Regions from separate parts of the Ovis aries genome. Here region 1 is linked to region 2. The links are chromatin contacts, called in public Hi-C maps. All regions are on one chromosome and are shown on one strand. Each heading gives the region's core, a stretch centred on a gene start, on an enhancer-like site or on the middle of the called end of the contact. The rest is flanking DNA. Distances are from core to core; before and after follow the strand shown. Region 1 holds the start of SSR3 (signal sequence receptor subunit 3). Region 2 holds the start of LEKR1 (leucine, glutamate and lysine rich 1).

What was found. A called contact is a pair of places that touch in the nucleus more often than the background predicts.
Region 1: a Hi-C map of tail adipose tissue shows a contact between it and region 2, with 2.6 times the contacts expected there. The contact joins the promoter of SSR3 here to the promoter of LEKR1 in region 2. A contact is called at or near these places in 3 of 16 Hi-C or Micro-C datasets (muscle, skin fibroblasts and tail adipose tissue).

What each region holds. Positions count from the first base shown.
Region 1 is chr1:231,815,526-231,821,722 of ARS-UI_Ramb_v3.0, reverse strand. SSR3 (signal sequence receptor subunit 3) reads right to left here and starts at 3,128. Exons shown (of 5, transcript XM_004003224.5): 1 at 2,939-3,128; 2 at 1,619-1,745. The coding sequence starts at 3,071.
Region 2 is chr1:231,516,340-231,521,973 of ARS-UI_Ramb_v3.0, reverse strand. LEKR1 (leucine, glutamate and lysine rich 1) reads left to right here and starts at 1,514. Exons shown (of 11, transcript XM_060394367.1): 1 at 1,514-1,594; 2 at 4,512-4,601. The coding sequence starts at 4,554.

The DNA.
Region 1 (6,197 bases), core at 1,879-4,378, 300 kb before region 2:
GGAGTTTTTATGTCAGTAGCAATATTTAATATTAGACCCAAACTATGATGACTAAAAAATAATTCCACTCAGAGATCCTATTAAGTCAGTAAATGTTAGTCGTTCAGTTTTGTCCAATTCGTTGCAACCCCATGCTGTAGCTCACCAGGCTCCTCTGTCCGTGAAATTCTCCATTTAAGAACACTGGAGTAGGTAGGCATTCCCTTCTCCAGGGAATCCTCCCTGCCCAGGGACTGAACCCAAGTCTTCCACATTATAGGCAGAGATCACTGAAATTTCACTGAACTAAACAAAATGTATCATTAACTAGTGTAAGAGAATAAACAAAGGACAAGGAAGCTGTCCTCAAGAAGCAGCAAGTAAAACTGAGGGGAAAGAGCATGATTTTTGACTCCAAAAAGGTGAGTGAAAAATTATATGTAGAACAAGTGAAAAACACTAGGTCCCAAAGAGACCAAGGTCCAAGGGAATCACAAAGGATGGGTCATGCAAAACACCCACTCTGAGGACTTCACTATCCACAGACGGCCCTGCCTCATGAGAAGGACAGCCCAGGAAAGCATAGGCCGAGATGGGCTGAATTCTGAAACGGCAGCTGGTGAAGAGGGGCTGCCAAGCAGGAAGACAACAGAGATGACCTGGATTTAGCTGTTCCAGCAACTGTCAGGCACAACCTAGACGCCTAAGGATCCAGGACAACAGTGGGGAGGCTTACAATAATCCCTGTTAACTGAAATCACCTCAAGGTGTTTCTGCTCCTCATCACCAGAAAGCTTGACACAGGAACAATAAAGACAGTTAGGATTTCTCTGGAAATGATTCCTAAGGCTTAAAATAACAGACATGTAAGAATGGAAAGAAAGGGAGACGTTTCTAAATGAGGGAGGAGAGGAGTCATGTTTAAAGGCTGAGTCGGAAGCCCTAAGCCCCAATGCTAAAAGATGAGGCCTGATTGGTAGGAGGCAGAGGATTCACATTCCAAGGGTCTGGAAGAATCTGGTTTTAATACTTTTAGAAAAGAGAATGTCATGAAGAGTTATTAGGAGAGTGACATGACAAAATGAAGGAAGAAACAGAGAAAATATGGTAGCCTAATTAGCATTAAAAATGTCAAGGTTGAGTAAAAGAAAAAAAGACCACTTCTTTCACATCCAAAAATTCTACATGGAGAGTCCAGAACAATTCTTTCCAGAATTCCATTTGACTTTTAAAATGTTAATTTACTTGGTGGGTTTGCTTTTCTGAGCCCCATGATTAAGGCTAGTACTCAAGTGTTCTAATTCCAACCTCAACACCCACTTCCATAGCACTGTTAGCAGACTCTCTCTGCTTTTCAGTTAGTCGCTATTCCTTCATACCATTATTTATAATTATATATTTTGCAATCATATATACACACACCCCAAATATACATACACATATATTTCCAATTAATCCAAACATACATACACATCTATCTCAAATGAATCCAAATATACATACACATATCTCCCCCCAAATATACATAAAACTATATCTCAATGCTTACCAAAACACACACACACAAATGGTCTTTCAGAAGTCACCCTACTATATAAAAATGCAACAATATTTACTTTCACTTGAGAAATATACTTACTTGTGCTTGAGAACAAATTTCACATTTTTGTAAGCAAAGGCCACCAAGTAAGTGCTTACTAGGGTCATCACACTGTACAGAACAGCAGACTGAATAAGATCCATATGCCATATTCGCCAATATAACCCTGAATTAAGATAAAAGGGGGTGGGGAATACAAAAAGAAACAAAACATTACCACCCAGTTACAAAAACCTGCTGAGTTATTAACGATTATAGCTAAACCTGGTAAAATACAGCCCGGATTAGGGAATCCAATACAGTGTAAGAAGAACTTCCTAAGTGCGATATCCAGGAAAAAGTTAAGTCTCAAGTGTTTCTAGTTCAGAATACTTGAAAACCGTAATCTTCCTATAACTAGTCCATGATGAGATTTCTGATGATTATAGAATGAGAACTCTAGCTCAACAAAATCACGATTCAGACTTCAAATTTCATTCTTCAGGGTACTATCACACTAACTACAAGTCATTCCGAGACTCCACGTGTAGTCCCAAACCAGAGTTCACACGCTGACGTGGCTGTTCTCTGAAATCAAGGCAATGCACAGTGCGGTCAGTGAACCATGTTAACTGCACGCTAGGTTTTATAAAGTCAGGAGAGAAAATATATCTGGATTTGCCCAACAACAGTGCAAAAATGTAGGGGAGAGGAAATTGACATTTGGAATCCCTAAACTCTAAAAACAACCTTGGCCAAGGTTGTAAAGTTTTTCCATTCAAGTAAGAATTCTAGAATTGCTCTAACAGAATTATTAAAAAGTTTAAACACAGTAGAGCTTGGGGCCTTGGCACTGGTTCAGCTTCTTTCGGAAAATAATGTTCTGTGTGAACCGGTTCTAAAGCTACATTTACAATTCGGTGCGATTGTTTATGTCTCTAACCTAATTCATGAGTTTCTCCAAAGCAAGTAAAAAGTTTAAGATCCCATTACAGCAAACGATAGTTATACCGGGCGAGGGGGCTGGGGGAGAACAGGCGATATGCCTGTTAGCATCACAAGATCTTAACCCGGGTGTTGGTTGAAATACAGATTTGAGGCCGCCATCCCAGAACCAGTAACTCACAATCCGCAGACCTGAGGCCCGGGAACGAGCTAGCCTACTTTTCCAACGTGCTATAATGACTTTCCTGGGATGCCACCCACCACGACCCCGGACAGATCACGGAGGCCCACAGAGGCTGCGTGCAGCCCCCGAGTCCAGGGGGAGCTGGGGGACAGCACAGGCTCCGGCGCACGCCTCGCCCTCTGCACGGCCTTGCCACGTCCCCGCCCAGCCCAGCCCAGCCCAGCCCAGCCCGTCTCGCTCCAAGCGCTCACATATGGGGATGGCGGACACGATGAAGGCGTTCCCGAAGAAAAGCGCCGAGGACTTGGCCGAGAGGTTGCGGCTGAAATCCTGCAGGAGCAGGTCCTCCTCGGACTGCTGCTTGGGCCCGCCTTTGGGAGCCATGGTGGAATCGGAGCCGCGGGACGGGCACGGAACCGGGCGCAAAGCGGGGAAAAAGCCGCGGTCACCGCCTCTACAGCCACCGTATCCGCTAACGACCAGTCAGCGCAGCGCGAGGAGGCGGGACCCGGCCTGGGCTTGGAACAAACATCCGCAGGATTGGCCAGTCTGGCGCCACTTTGGAGGTTTCTCCGGCGTGATTAGACAAGCGGGCCAGACTTCCGGATTCCTAGCCGACCACGTGATTCGTCACTTTCTAGGAGGAAGCCGGGACTTGTAGTTTAGTGGGCGCTATTAACAAAACTTTATTAACATTCTATTTCAAAGATGCTGATAGACTCATGCTTTCCAAGCCCTGGAAATCCCAAAACATGAAGCTCTTCGTCTTATGGTCATTCATTCATGGAACGTATGGTTTAACTGGCTCTGTGGGTACCCAGAAGCAGAAGCTATTAAGAGATAACAAGAATACACAGAACTATACAAAAGAGCTCTTAATGACCCAGATAACCATGATGGTGTGATCACTCACCTAGAGCCAGACATGCTGGAGTGTGAAGTCAAGTGGGCCTTTGGAAGCATCACTACCAACAAAGCTAGTGGAGGTGATGGAAGTCCAGCTGAGCTATTTCAAAGCCTAAAAGATGATGCTGTTAAATAAAGTGCCACACTGGAAATGCCAGGAAATTTGGAAAACTCTGCTGTGGCCACATAATTGGAAAAGGTCAGTTTTCATTCCAATCCCAAAGAAAAGACAATGCCAAAGAATGTTCAAACTACTGTACCATTGCGCTTATTTCACATGCCAGCAAAGTAATGCTCAGAATTCTCCAAACTAGATTTAAACAGTACCTGAATGGAGAACTCCCAGATTTTTCAAGTGGGATTTAGAAAAGGCAGAGGAACCAGAGACCAAATTGCCAACATCCGTTGGCTCATAGAAAAAGCAAGAAAATTTCAGAAAAACATCAACTACTTCGTTGACTCTACTAAAGCCTTTGATTGTGTTCACTTCAGTTCCGTCATTTATCATGTCCGACTCTTTGTGACCCCATGGACTGCAGTACACCAGGCTTCCCTGTCCATCACCAACTCCTGGAGCTTACTCAACTCATGTCCATTGAGTCGGTGATGCCATCCAACCATCTCATCCTCTGTTATCCGCTTCTCCTCCCGCCTTCAATCTTTCCCAGCATCAGGGTCTTTTCCAATGAGTCTGCTCTTCTATTCAGGCGGCCAAAGTATTGGAGTTTCAGCTTCAGCATCAGCCCTTCCAATGAATATTCAGGACTGATTTCCTTCAGAATGGAATGGTTGGATCTCCTTGTTGTCCAAGGGACTCTCAAGAGTCTTCTCCAACACCACAGTTCAAAAGCATCAATTCTTCAGCACTCAGCTTTCTTTATAGTCCAAGTCTCACATCCATACATGACTACTGGAAAAACCAAAGCTTTGACTAGATGGACCTTTGTTGGAAATGTAATGTCTCTGCTTTTTAATATGCTGTTTATGTTGGTCTTAGCTTTTCTTCCAAGGAGCAAGGGTCTTTTAATTTCATGGCTGTGGTCACTATCTGCCGTGATTTTGGAGCACAAAAAAATAAAATCAGCCACTGTTTCCATTGTTTCCCCATCCATTTGCCATGAAGTGATGGGACCAGATGGCATGATCTTAGTTTTTTGAATGTTGAGTTTTAAGCAGACTTTTCCACCCTCCTCTTTCACTTTCATCTAGAGGCTCTTTAGATCTTCGCTATCTGCCATAAGGGTGGTGTCATCTGCATATGTGAGGTTATTGATATTTCTCCCTGCAATCTTGATTCCAGCTCATGCTTCATCCAGTCCAGCATTTCTCATGATGTACGCTGCCTATAAGTTAAATAAGCAGGATGACAACATACACCCTTAACGTTCTCCTTTCCCAATTTGGAAATGGTCTATTGTTCCATGTCCAGTTCTAACTGTTGCTTCTTAACCTGCATACAGATTTCTCAGGAGGAGGTCAGGTGGTCTGGGATACCCATCTCTTTAAGAATTTTCCACAGTTTATTGTGATCCACACAATCAAAGGCTTTGGCATAGTCAATAATGCAGAAGTAGATGTTTTTCTGGAACTCTGGCTTTTTTGATGATCCAATGGATGTTGGCAATTTGATCTCTGATTCCTCTGCCTTTTCTAAATCCAGCTTGAAAATCTGGAAGTTCACGGTTCATGTACAGTTGAAGCCTGGCTTGGAGAATTTCAAACATTATTTTGCTAGCATGTGAGATGAGTGCAATTGTGCGGTAGTTTGAGCATTCTTTGGCATTGCCCTTCTTTGGGATTGGAATGAAAACTGACCTTTCCAGTCCTGTGGCCACTGTTGAGTTTTCCAAATTTGCTGGCATATTGAATGTGGCACTTTCACAGCATCATCTTTTAGGATTTGAAATAGCTCAACTGGAATTCCATCACCTCCACTAGCTTTGTTGGTAGTGATGCTTCCTAAGGCCCACTTGACTTTGCGTTCATATTCGACTGTGTGGATCACAACAAACCGCAAAATTCTTACAGAGATAGGAATACTATATCACTTTACTGCCTCCTAAGAAATCTGTATGCAGGTCAAGAAGCAACAGTTAGAACAGGACATGGAACAACAGACTGGTTCCAAATTGAGAAAGGAGTACATCAAGGCTGTATATTGTCACCTTTCTCTTTTAATTTCATGTGAAATGCTGGACTGGATGAAGCACAGCTGGAGTCAAGATTGTCAGGACAAATATTAATAACCTCAGATATGCAGATGACCCCACTTTTATGGCAGAAGCAAAGAGGAACTAAAGAGCCACTTGATGAAAGTGAAAGAGGGGAGTGAAAAAGCTGGCTTAAAACTCAACATTCAAAAAACGAAGATCTTGGCATCTGGTCCCATAAGTTCAGTTCAGTTCAGTTCAGTTACTCAGTGGAGTCCAACTCCTTGGGACCCCATGGACTGCAGCATGCCAGGCCTCCCTGTCCATCACCAACTCTTGGAATTTAGTCAAACTTATGTCCATTGAGTCGGTGATACCATCCAGCCATCTCATCCTCTGTTGTCCCCTTCTCCTCCCAACTTCCATCTTTCCCAGCATCAGGGTCTTTTCCAGT
Region 2 (5,634 bases), core at 265-2,764:
AAGACAGAATGAAATCACTGCTGCCAATCACTTATCAAAACAAATATTAGATGCTTCATTAGAATCTATGGAAATCTCAGAAATAATAATTTCATTAAAAAAGCAAGTTCTTTAAAAAGTTTTTAGAGTGTATAAGGCAGTTATCAACTTTCAGTCTGATTTTATTGATATTTGTTATAGGCTAGATATTGGATGCTAAGGTTAAAGAACTGTCAGTACAATAATTTTGAGCATCAAATTCATTACAAAAGTATTAAATGAGTACTGTTAGAGCTTTATTCTTTTTGTGTTTTAAAATATATTCATGAAAATAATTCCTGTGGATGTAGTGTTTCAGCACTGTAACATACTGTACTGTTTATCTGAAAGAAGCTAAGAGAGCATATCTTAAAAGCACTCATCATAAGAAAAAAAAATTGTATCTATCTGTGGTGATGGATGTTAACTAGACTTATTGCCTTTATTTTACAATATAAACAAATATTGAATCATTTTGTTGGATACCTGGAACTAATGTATTTCAGTTATATCTCAATTAAAAATCAATATATTCATATGATAACTATTAACATATTTGGCACACAGTACATTTTTGGGTGAAGCTCTTATCAGTAATGAACAGGCCACAAGAGTACAGGTTTACAGTCATCAAAGGGTTCATTGTAGAGCTTGACTTTGAATATTTGAAAGTAGATGTTTATTTCTTCAAGGCCTAACTTGTCTCATTGGAAATTTTGTTCAATAATATTCTCAGGGCTAAAAAGAATTTAGTATACAATTTATTGCTGAACAGATGACAAAAACTGAACTCCTAGTTCAGTTCAGTCCTTCAGTCATGTCCGACTCTTTGCCACCCCACAAACCGCAGGACGGTTGGATGGCATCACCAACTCAATCGACATGAATCTGAGTAAACTCTGGGAGTTGGTGATGGACAGGGAGGTCTGGCGTGGTGCAATCCACGGTGTCATAGAGTTGGACACGAGTTAGCGACTGAACTGAACTGAAATGTTAACATGACAACACAGTTGTGTGAACCACGTGGAAAGTCCTAGGGTATCACTTTGTATAGACTCCAAAAACTAGGAAGAATTTTTCTTTTCTTCTCTTATCTCAGGGGTCAATGACCTCTGAGAAAAATTGACAGAAGAAAAATTATAATAAAGGGTCACAGTCAGTTCAGTCGTTCAGTCATGTCCGACTCTTTGCGACCCCATTGAGGGGTGAGAGGTAGACGGACTTTGTCTTCCACTTCTGCCACCGTCATTCCAACCCGCCTCTGGGCTGGAAATGTCTCCCTCCATCCCTGCAGCCGCCCCCACGACTCCAGCCCGCCCTCCTCTGCCTCGCCCTTAGCGTCCCTTGCCTCCCACTCACAGTACCCAGCGTAACCTAAGCCCGTTCTTTGACCCCAGCCAGGAGACTTCAAGCTTCCGCCCAGGACTTGGCCCGGGGCGGCGCAGGGGTGTCCTGTTTCCGCGTTGGCGAGCGGCGTGGGTCGTGACGTCATCGCGCCTTGACGTCAGGCCGACGTGCAGCACGGTCTCCTGGGAGACCAGGAAAGCCTTTTGCCCCCGGCGGAATCGAAGTATAGGTGAGAGAGACAAGGAAAGGCTTTCTTGAGCCCTGGAATGATCTGGTCCCGGCGCGCAGTTCCGAAGAAGAGGCGTGCTGGCACCCCGGGGGCAGAGCCGGAAAGCCGAGCCGTGGTGCCGCGCCCGGGGAGTGGGCCCCGCGCCTTGCCTCTGACCCCAGCTGCTGCCTTTGTCGAGTCTTCGCGAGCCCGTCCAGCTGGGTGCCCTCTTCTCTGCGTGGCTAGGATAGGCCTCATCCCCGCACCTTTTCTTCTTCCCGCCTCCGCGGGTCCCGTGGGAACGGGGTTATAAAGGGACAGATTTCAAAACCCTTGCAGCCGATTTTGGCTGTACTTGCAGTTAGTTTCTATTTGGAAAATCCTGTCCCTTCAGAAAGTCTCAGGACGTGAACTCCCTCTTCACCTGACCTTGACCTCATCTGTGGTGATTCACACTAAAGGAATAGTTCTTTAGGGAAGGGCCTGAAAGCTGAACGTGAGTTAATGGCCCAGCGTGACACTGGTGTCATGAAGGGAATCGGAAGTGAACGACTAGGGATGGGTCTGTATTTTTGACATCTTCCTTGTAACCCTGTCAGAGCAGGTTCACCAATACCTACGCGGCTACCGCCGGTTATCACCGCACCTCATGTCGAAGAAGAGTCTACAAAGTGTGTAATGTGAGAGAATAAAAGGGCCTCTTTGATTTTTTAAAAAAAAAAAAAGCAAAATAATGAAAGAGTAAATTAAGTTAAAAAAAATTTTTTCCCCCTCTTGCTAAAGGGAAAGAGATCTGTCCCATTCCTTTCTTGGGAAACCTTTTACGGCTGTGTGCTTCCTCTGTTCCTTCAACATGTATGTATGCAAATCTTTTGAAGACCCAGAATGTTTTTCTGGAGGACCTGGGAGCCATTTCTTTAAAATGTAAACATCAAGGGAAACAGGACCCATATCTCCATATTACTTTGGGAGTTTAGTGCTTCTAGTAACCAAGTGCTTTGTCTAGAGATATGTATTCATTTGAACAAACGCTGTTAGCTAGCACAGGTGGCTACTTCAATTACCAGGTGAATTTAAAACAAACTATGAAATAGAGTATAGTAAGCTCTGTTGAGGACAAATTATCTTTTATCTTGAGAACATGTATGTAATGGAGTGTACGTGCTTGGCTATATTAAAAAGTGGGATTTCTTTCTGTCTTTGTAATCTTATTAGCAGATTAGGTGTGCATCACAGTTTAGTTAAATGCTTATGTGATAATAAAATTGCTTTCTGCATCGTGGGGAAATTTTCTGGATGGCAGGATTTTAAAAATTTCCCTCAATAATCAGACCTACCAATTCTTCCCACTCAGTATAGTAAGGCCACAAAATTGGAGTAGATTTACAATAACGATACTGTTCCACTGTGCCACTAGATTCATGCTCTCAAATACATTTAGGTGTGAAATTTTAAAAAGGAAATTTAGTTGGTAATTTTAGGAAAAATTCTGCTCACAATAGAGTTTCATTAAGATGAAGCCATCTTATTTTTCTGATGGTGAGCTCACTGTAAAATGACAGAAATGAGAATAATGAGCTTTCTGTGAATAATGAGCTCTTGCCACATCACTGTGACAGTCTGCCAAACATCAGATTATTATGTACTTGGCCATGCGGGCCAATGTTCACTATGTCAGTTAACTTTACTCTCTCTGTCCATACACATTGTATTACCTTTATCTTTAGATTGGAAGACAGCCCATTAGTTATTTATTTTAAACAGCAGCTCATTAAACATGGAACTTTGCTAACAAGGGGGATTGGAAATCCACCGTTCCACCAATACTTACACAATTAAAAAAAAATACTGCCTCACAGGAACTTTTGTCAATTACAATTTTCTTGACATCTTGCTATGTGGCTGGGGTTACTTTTTCTAATAGAGTACTATGCCTCTTTAGTCTGTTTGTCAAAATCTTGTCCAGATCAAATGTAAATCTCCTCAGGAAGCCTTTGCTAATTCCCCATTCCCATGAGGAAGATAAGACATTTTTTTCCTGGAACTTCTAGATCCTTCCTTATCTACAGCTCCTGACCCTCAGGCCTTTCCTGCTGTGGAATTGTGCCTATATTATCTTAGTCTACTGTCCCCCTTCACTTCCCATATATATGTGTGTATATATATATGTATCTGTATATACCCATACATATGAATGAACATCTCTCACTCCTGAAACTGGACTGTCTATTCTTTCTCCTTATTTGGGAAACAATAAGAAAAAGAACTCAAAGTGCCCCTTCATTAATCTTGTGTGATTTTATGAAAGTAGTGATAGAGTTTTATATTGAATTGTTTTATTATAAAATGAAAATTATTAGAAGTTAAACATCTGCGTAAAAATTATATAAATGTCCACTTTTGGTAAAATTGGCGCTTCTTATGCTTTAGTGACTTTTCTGTTCAGTGCTTGCCTATCATATTTAACTTGATAACTCTAAATATTTTTTCCTGTACGTCATTTAAACCAGCGTTAATGTCACAGTTGCTTTCTTTTGTCTGATAAACTATTCTATAGATATTTTTTCCAGCAGTTTTTCAGGGGAAAAACTTTTCTTTTAAATGAAATAAATGGATCTGTTTAAAATTTTGTGATCCTTAATCTGTATTTGCAAAACAAATAACTCGTTGTAAGCCACTACAGAGTTACAATTATAAAGTTCCAAAGAAAGAAAATGTTATTTTTAATTCAGTAGTCTCTCTAGGTCCTTCCTGTTCTGTTGGCCTAATAACCACATGTGAAAACCTCATTTGTACCTTTTAACATTGAGTTGATGAAACAAACATCTGTAAAAATAGTTATCCCCATTGATTCCCAAATACTTGTAGGAATTTATCTTTTAATTTAAATTTTGTTCATATTGTTTTAATTCTAATTTATCACCATCAATGTTTTTAGATTATTTTACTTCAAAGCTCCTTCAGTATATTTTGGGAAATTATGGATCGTCATGTTCCCATGCATGCATTACCTGAAGAAATCCAAAAGGTATGATATTATGTTATTACAGCACAACATTAGAATTTTAACAGTTAATTCTAAAACATGGGAGAATGAATTCAGAGGTTTTATATTTATTTCAGTCAGGGGATCTGCAGTGAATTGGTGAAGTGGGGAAGGGAATAATTATAATAGTCAAAACGGTAGAATTCAATTCAGTGCAAAGAATGTTCAGCCTGTGAAAGAAGCTGGATATATGATTCTGGCATGGTATTTGACCAGGTGTTTTTGGAGCCCTTGTAAGGGCTCCAGCAATGGCCAAATACTATGCTTAGATATTTATCTTGCAGCTTTTCAAAGAAAAAAAAAAAAAGAACTGACACAAATGGGTCCGTTTCAAATGTTAAGTAATCCTTATTGTATATTTGCAAAACAAATAATTAGTAGTAAACCACTACAGAAATTTTCAGTTCAGTTCAGTTGCTCAGTCATGTCCAACTCTTTGTGACCCCATGGAATGCAGCACGCCAGGCCTACCTGTCTATCTCCAACTCCTGGAGTTTACTCAAACTCATGTCCATTGAGTCGATGATGCCATCCAACCATCTCATCCTCTGTCATCCCCTTCTCCTCCTGCCTTCAATCTTTCCCAGCATCAAGGTCTTTTCATATGAGTCAGTTCTTCACATCAGGTGGCCAAAGTATTGGAATTTCAGCTTCAACATCAGTCCTTCCAATGAACACCCAGGACTGATCTCCTTTAGGATGGACTGGTTGGATCTCCTTGCAGTCCAAGGGACTCTCAAGAGTCTTCTCCAACACCACAGTTCAAAAGCATCAATTTTTCGGCACTCAGCTTTTCTTTTTCTTTCCAACTCTCACATCCATACATGACCACTGGAAAAACCATAGCCTTGACTAGATGGACCTTTGTTGGCAGAGTAATGTTTCTGCTTTTTAATATGCTATCTAGGTTGGTCATAACTTTTCTTCCAAGGACAATTTTGTTTATTCATGGCTGTGCTGGGTCTTCATTGGTGTTCAAGGGCTTTCTCTAGCTGCAGGGAGTGGGGGCTACTCT